2 separate regions of the Mus musculus genome follow, and region 1 is linked to region 2. The links are chromatin contacts, called in public HiChIP or PLAC-seq maps. All regions are on one chromosome and are shown on one strand. The core of a region is the stretch at or near the end of the contact, and the rest is flanking DNA. Distances in the headings are between cores, read along the strand shown. Region 1 overlaps Gm46328 (a long non-coding RNA gene). Region 2 has its middle 14 kb from the start of Gm40424.

The links. HiChIP or PLAC-seq counts read pairs in DNA pulled down with a chosen protein or histone mark.
Region 1: an H3K4me3 HiChIP or PLAC-seq map of bone marrow-derived macrophages shows a contact between it and region 2, with 5 times the contacts expected there. The contact joins two enhancer-like sites. A contact is called at or near these places in 1 of 484 Hi-C or Micro-C datasets (ECoMG-derived neutrophils), 3 of 115 datasets of contacts at active chromatin or transcription factors (bone marrow-derived macrophages, extraembryonic endoderm stem cells and pancreatic cancer cells) and 1 of 9 other capture datasets (embryonic stem cells).

The regions. Positions count from the first base shown.
Region 1 is chr12:54,403,477-54,407,075 of GRCm38.p6, forward strand. It overlaps Gm46328 (a long non-coding RNA gene), which reads left to right. Exons shown (of 4, transcript XR_001780528.1): 3 at 1,166-1,488; 4 at 1,830-2,180. Among named protein-coding and RNA genes, the nearest start is that of Gm46328, 5.1 kb to the left of the region's middle. Within about 2 kb of position 1,810, at least 99 of the 459 cell types and tissues checked have an H3K27ac peak or open chromatin away from gene starts, as enhancers often do. A contact at or near this core is called in ECoMG-derived neutrophils and bone marrow-derived macrophages, where this site is marked.
Region 2 is chr12:54,161,062-54,164,556 of GRCm38.p6, forward strand. No RefSeq gene overlaps it. Among named protein-coding and RNA genes, the nearest start is that of Gm40424, 14 kb to the right of the region's middle. Within about 2 kb of position 1,935, at least 182 of the 459 cell types and tissues checked have an H3K27ac peak or open chromatin away from gene starts, as enhancers often do. A contact at or near this core is called in ECoMG-derived neutrophils and bone marrow-derived macrophages, where this site is marked.

The DNA.
Region 1 (3,599 bases), core at 560-3,059, 240 kb after region 2:
ACATTCTTTTGCTATAAGACATAGAGAAAACAAGTTGAAATTGAGTTAGAAGTTTCCTCTTTGCTAGTTGGCTTTCATGGCTGTGCAGGCTGCTGAGGGAGAAAAACCATCAACAGTGTAGCTAACTGTGAGCCCTTTAAGTTACAGTAAAGACCTGCCAGGCAAACCGTGGATGCTTGTGCACCAGTGGCACAACCATCGTGGGGGGTAACCAACCACTCTACACTTGGATTTGAGGACTGCTTTACAGTAGGGAACTACTGTCTTGTGCTATAAACTTAACCAAGAATAGGTCAAGCGCACAGGGGTTGCTCCTACCACTGCTGTTTTTCTAAGTGGATACATTGTCAATCTGTGTTCTACATACTTACCTGGACACCCTTGATTGGTGCTGTTTTCAGCCTGGGCAAGAGACATTTGTGATGCAGAGATTCTTAACTGGTCAGAAAGTACTGAGAATAAGTGACTTGAATTTTCAACCCTAAATGGCTCTGAAAAATCACGAAGGAGAAGGAAGAGCCTAAGAACTGGAGGGTAGCGGGGAGTGCTGTGAAACTTTCTTAGACATAGATGACCACTGCACTCATGAACTCCCAGCAGCTATTGTTCCACCCATGAGACCTACACCAGCTTGAGCCTGTCAGCATACCATAAGTCATGGACAGCAGAGGGCTCATGAGGCCCCTACCTCTCCCTGAGGGACACTTAGCAGTTAATAGTTGTTGGGGAAGAGAGCAGGGGTGGGGGTGATGTGAAGGGTAGAGGTATGGAGGAAGTCATTTTCTTCAGCAGTGTAGCCACTGATACATTATCTGTGCTCCAGTGAACCACCCATCACCCATACTCACGCAAGCAACCATAATTAAACCCAGTGAGTCACTTATACAAAAGGACTTAAAAGTAGGAGAGGAAGTTGTTGGGAATATGCATTTCAGTGGCAGAGGGCGAGGGCATGAAACAGAGTAATGGGCGTGAAAATAGCCAAAATACATTATACATATGAAATTGTCAAAAAAAAAAAAAAAAAGAGTTTTTTAAAAGGAAAGAAAAGAAATACACACCCCCAACCCCAGACGTTTGTGAGTGCCCTTTGTTTTGAGATCATGGGAGACTGAAGCCTAGTTCTTTGTGTCCTACTTTTTTCCCCTTCATGGGTGGAGTTCAGGAAGAGAGGGCCATCCCTGTCTCCAGAGAAGGCCAAAGTAAGAGACCTGAAGAGACCCGCAGCCAAGGCTCGAAGAGCAGTAAGCAGTCTATGAAAGAACACAGACAGCTCCTGCCCTGCTCCGGGCAAGCCTCTGTCTGTCACCCTGTAGTCTGTGGGCTCACATATGCAAGCCCCGCCATCCGTGATGCTCTGACCATCCTGGCCGAATCACTTTTCTAGCTCTCAGAGAAGCACTGGATTAAAATGTTTCCGCTGACCCTGCAATGAGGCCAGTCAGTGGATTCTAAGAAGGTGTCCGGCGGTTTAGCATCTTGCCTCAGGTAATATTATGGGACACTAGATTTTTAACCCAAATAAATGTTACCCACTGGGGCTGAGGACAAGAGGTTGGCAGGTTTGAGGAAGCTGTGCAGTGCCTCTCTAGAAGCAAGAGCTGATGCCCGAAGCTGCGCCAGGGGCTCTGTTCATGGGCTCGGGCCCCCTCTGAGTGTTTCTGACCAGCCCTGATCTCCCTGGCCCCTGAGTGTGGCAGGTCACTGGAAGCCTCTTGAAATGCTGGAGAAAATCTGCTGCCTGACACGTTCGCCCTGGCTGGCAGGCTGCTTTGCATGCCTATGGGGCAAGCGGGCTATTTTTGAACGGATTTCATAACTCTTTGTAGATGCTGCGGCTGCTGATTGCACACGTGTTTCCGGCTTGGCTCCCACAGTGAATGTTGACAGAAACAGCGTCTTCAGAGAATGTAGAAAAAGAGGGATTCGGGAGATTAGGGACACAATTTCCATGTCTAGACTCAGTTCCCGCAGCGACATCTGCTCTAATCAGGGTCCCTGGGATTCAGCACCTTGTGCAGATCACCCCCTAAACAGCTTCGCTCTCTTGGAGAAACTGGATTGTGAAACCTCCCGACAGCAGCCCTGGGTGCGAGGACCCTCCCCGTGCCGTTCCAAGGTTAAACCCCAGGTGAAGTCCTGAGGTTTTGTGGTTGCAAAAACAAAGTATGAGAAAAGTCTGTGACTGTCTTGTATCCATTTTTCTTTTGGGAAATCTTAAACCTCACACCCAATTCTAGCCCCTGGCCAGACTGCTTCTTTATCTCCCAGCTGGAAGGACCAACTTTAAAACCACAGTGCTGATCACTCATTTTCTCGTTCCAGTGTGTCTCCTTCACCTTTGCTTATCTGGCCCTCCTGTCAGCCTGGTGGCAAATCCCACTCCACTCCCCAGTTCATCCTTTTATTCATCTATCATGGCCTCCCCTCGTGCTCCGTCAAAGCACTGCTATCGGGTTCACAATTACTCGCGTCTTAGCCCCACCACATGGTACTTCTCTCCCCATCTATCTGCCTGAAACCCTGATTCATTAGTCACATATCCTGTCATATATATACATATGTGTGTGTATAGATATACATGTGTGTGTGCACGTGCATGTGTATACACACATATGTGCACACATACATATGTATGTACATATGTATATGAGTATGTGTGTGTGTGTATGTGTGTGTGTGTACACATATATGTTTTTTAGAAGAGATTTCACATACAAGTCCTTCACTGTCTCTGGAGGTCACCAGACTCCAAGTTTTCTCCAACAAGCCCTTCTCAGAAAACGAATACTTAATCCAGATGAGCTACCAACCCCTAACTTATACGTTCATCTCTGCACGAATTAAGGAGAGACGTCTCCATGACAACTTTCAAGTTCTCCATCAGAGATTCTCCTCATCCAATTTCTTGAAACAATTTAGGAACCATTTTAGGACAGCTCTGCCGCTCACTTGCTGAACCTCCCTAGTTCTCTCAACAAAAATGAGTTGCGATCATGTTCATCCCTAGGCTATCACACTCAGAATAATGTAAAATATGGCGGTGCCTCAAGTCAAAAGACAAATTGGTAAATCTTTAGTAGTTCTTTCTCCTTGGCTCCCAAGGCATTACGACTGTCTACTGGAGGCTGCATCAGGCAGTTCTGAGCTAGGCTTACCCACTGCCACATAGTCTGGGATAATGTTTTCAAAACCAATAACACTAGCCAATCACTAAGCGAGCATTGGACTAAGACTGCACATGTGCTTTGCAATGTTCACGTCGTCCTCATTACAATTTCATGTTATTTCCCCAGCATTACACTGGGGCTTAAGCAAGTAGAGTAACTGGCCCACCTGAACAGGTGAAAACACACACTTCCAGTTTAGGTCCATTCAGTTGGAACCTGAATATGCACAATATGAAAACAGATGTAACAACAGGGTTCTATTTTTTTTCCTAGTCTGTATATCATCCAAGTTTTCTCTAGAAAATGTGGTTTTCCTCAGAAAACACTTTTTTTAAAGGTAATAAAATTAAAGTTTGATGCATTTGCATAATAAGACAGATCTTTCCAGGAGGCAGGAATATTCTAAAAAAACAGATCTGAGATCCCGTG
Region 2 (3,495 bases), core at 685-3,184:
CATCAATGGGAGGAAAAGCCCTTGGTCCTGAGAAGGCTCGATGTCCCATTGAAGGGGAATGCCAGGACAGGGAAGTGGGAATGGGTGGGTTGGTGAGCAGGGGAAGCAGGGGTGGGGGAGGTGGGAGGGGGATAGGATAGGGTTTTTTTTTTTTTTTTTTTTGAGGGGAAACCAGGAAAGGGGATAACATTTGAAATGTAAATAAAGAAAATATCTAATAGAAAGAAAGAAAGAAAGAAAGAAAGAGAAAAGAAAGAAAGAAAGAAAGAAAGAAAGAAAGAAAGAAAGAAAGAAAGAGAGAGAGAGAAATCTTGTATTAGCAGCCTTTAGATGAAGATGTAGAACTCTCAGCTCCTCCTGCATCATGCCTGCCTGGATGCTACCATGTTCCCACCTTGATGATAATGAACTGAACCTCTGAACCTGTAAGCCACCACACCATAAGCTATACAAATTTTACTGGTAGTAAGTCATTTGATAAGTGTGTTCCACCCTATAAAGCTAACCCATTTACCAATGCCACTTGCAGTATTATAGTGGTCCTAGGTGTCCGCAATTCCTCTAGGCTCTGCCCAACAGTTACCTAGCAACAATCTACATCTCCACCCTGGGTTCAGCCAGGAGCCAGCAGTATAAGGACTACTTGGCTTCTCTCTCTCTCTCTCTCTCTCTCTCCTCCATCCCTCTATCTTACCTCTCTGTGTCTCCACCCCCCTCCCCTACATGTTCCAGGCTGGCCTCTCCTTCTCTTCCCCTCTCCTTTCCCTTTCTGTCCCACCTGCCTTCCTCTGCCTCTAACCCCATCCCAGGCACCCTGCTGCTCCGTTCCCTGGCTCCCTTCCCCCAATAAACTTCTTTTGTTCTAGGCCTGTCATGTGACTTGATCCCAAGACTCCTTGGCAGGGACCACTGAGGTGCTCCCTCCAGCCGCACTATACTACATCATCTTATAAAACACAACAATAGTCATGATGGTGACAGAGCTAAGTGAGCCTCGAGAGACAACTGGTCCACTGAGAGTAAATGAAGTCGAGGTCCTGAAGTTTAAATTGCCTGGCAGCAATGTTCCCAGGAGCACTCCTGGGGCAGGGGGATACCCCATTCTCCTTTTCAAGCTCTGTAGTCTTGTCAGAAGAGTTTCTGTTTTATATATATATTTGAGGGGGGGCCATTCTGGGCCAAAGGATTAAAAGGAGAAAAAGAACACATTTATATAAAGTACTGAGGTAAGTTTATTCCCATATCCTTATCTGGGAAAGCAACAGGCAGAGATCATGTGACAGCAAACCCAAAACTTCTCCCCTCATATGGGGGGGGGGGGACGGGGACATGGGGAACGGGGGGGGGGGGGGCGGGGGAGGGACGGACACTGGCTGCTTTGATTAAATCTTAATGCAAAGGCTGCAGATTAAGTTGTCATTCTGTAGAAGTCTTAGTAGCTACAGGCAGGCATCTTAGCTGCCAGACCCTTGTGCTAATCATCGAAAGTCACAGCTGTCTTGTTTTTTTTTAATGGGTGTCCTTTATCAAGATAACATAAATTTACTGACAAAAGGAAATTCGTGGACAGCCTGGAGGGGAAGCAGGAGGTAGGTAAGAGTGAATGGCCCTGCTAAAAACAGCGCCCCACACCCAGGAGAAAGTGTCCCTGCCCTGGAAGTCAATTCACCTTCCCCGCTCCCCACTCAACTACAGTCTGTTAGGAAACCCCAGGCACAAGAGTACGCAAGACGGCAAGAACGAACGCCAAAGGAGGCTCGGAAGTGTGTGAGCCTCTGAAAGTTAGAAGCCAGGAGGAAAGGCTTGGCTAAAAATAGAACTTATCAGATGGATTAAAGTCCCTCCCGAGAATGTTATCTCTCCCCACAGGAGGGTGGGGGGAAAGTCTGTCAAGGGGAACACAGGCCACAGGATGAATAAGCAGAAAAATAGGAGGAAATGACCAAGCCAATGCACGGGGCGTGCGTGCTGTACGAGAGCTGGCAGAGACAGCGCAGCTCCGCAGCTCCGGAGCCCAGAATCGGAGAATTTGCTGAGGCAGGGCACTCCCCAAAGCAAGACACTGCCAAGTACGGGGCGGGGGAGCAGTTTGTCCTTCCTCCCCACCTTTTCAGAATTGAGGCATTCCCGTTTGATTGGATATTACCTTTTCAAGCCATTTATTTAAAAAAAAAAAAAAAAGTCTACAGAAAAGGTTTCTTGGGAAAGTCCGCCTTCCAGCATTTTATGGCACACACCCAATGAAATTTCCCAAATCGATAGTTGGTGAATCCTTAGATCCTTTCCCAAGTTCCCACTGCTTTCTGGGCCACCCCCAGCTTGGGTCAGGTCAAGAGGAACAAGAGAAGCTTCCTAGAGCTGCCGGCAGCTACTCCAGACCAGTGAGAGACCAACACAGTATGTCCAGTCCCCTCCTCTCTTCAGTCCTCTTCCTCAGAAGTCCTCAATAGACAAAAGGCTCTTCTACACCTTAATCCCAAGTTACCTTTTGACATCTACACACACACATACACACACATCACTCACATACACACATACACACACATACACACATACACACACACACACACATATACACACACACACATATACACACATACACACACATCACTCACACACACACACACACACATGTACACACATACACACACACACACACACACACACACATCACTCACAAACATGAGACATCCCGAATTGTGTAGTGTTTTAATCAGCTGAGTATTTATCCACTCCTAGAGCAATCTTTCTCAAGTTGGTAAAACATTATCAATAAGCTACAACAGTATTCCCTAAAACCAGAGATGTCTTTTTAAAAAGAATCACAAAATGACCTCTATAAATGTTCCCAAGAGTCAATTGGAGTGGCATACACCTTTAATTCCAGCACTCGGAAGAATCGAGTGGATCTTTGTGAGGCCAGCCTGGTCTACAGAGTGAGCTCCAGGACAGCCAAGGCTATACAGAGAAACCCTGACTTGGAAAAGCATACCCTGTCCCCCAAAATAATAAGAAAGGGAAAATAAAGGCACTCAGAAATGTAAGAGTTAACTCCCAGGAGTTAGGAGAAAGGCTTCCAGGAGAAAGGTTACTTGTCTTAAGTGGGGAAATCACCAAAGATCAAAGTTTTTTTTTAGTCTTATTTCAACACAGTTGTTCACACTGTTAAGTAGGCTGAAGGCTGTGTGTCACGGGGTAGGAATCTAAGTGTGTCAAGAAGAAAAGGCAGTGAGTGTTCCCTTTCATCCCTAGAAAGTGTATGTGACCCAGGAACACAGGGAGGTATCAGGCACACTGGCTAAAGGCTCCAAACTGCATTCCAGTGTTGTCTGCTCCAAACAACCGGTGCTGTTCAACTCTACCTTAAGGCGGGGAATATACCTCCAAACATCTCACGCCCTCGAGGCCAATGTTGCATAGAAACCCAAAGTCCCTCCTCAGTCTTATGAGGCAGGCAAAGAAAATCCTATTTAAGCAGCAAGAAAGCATTCAAGG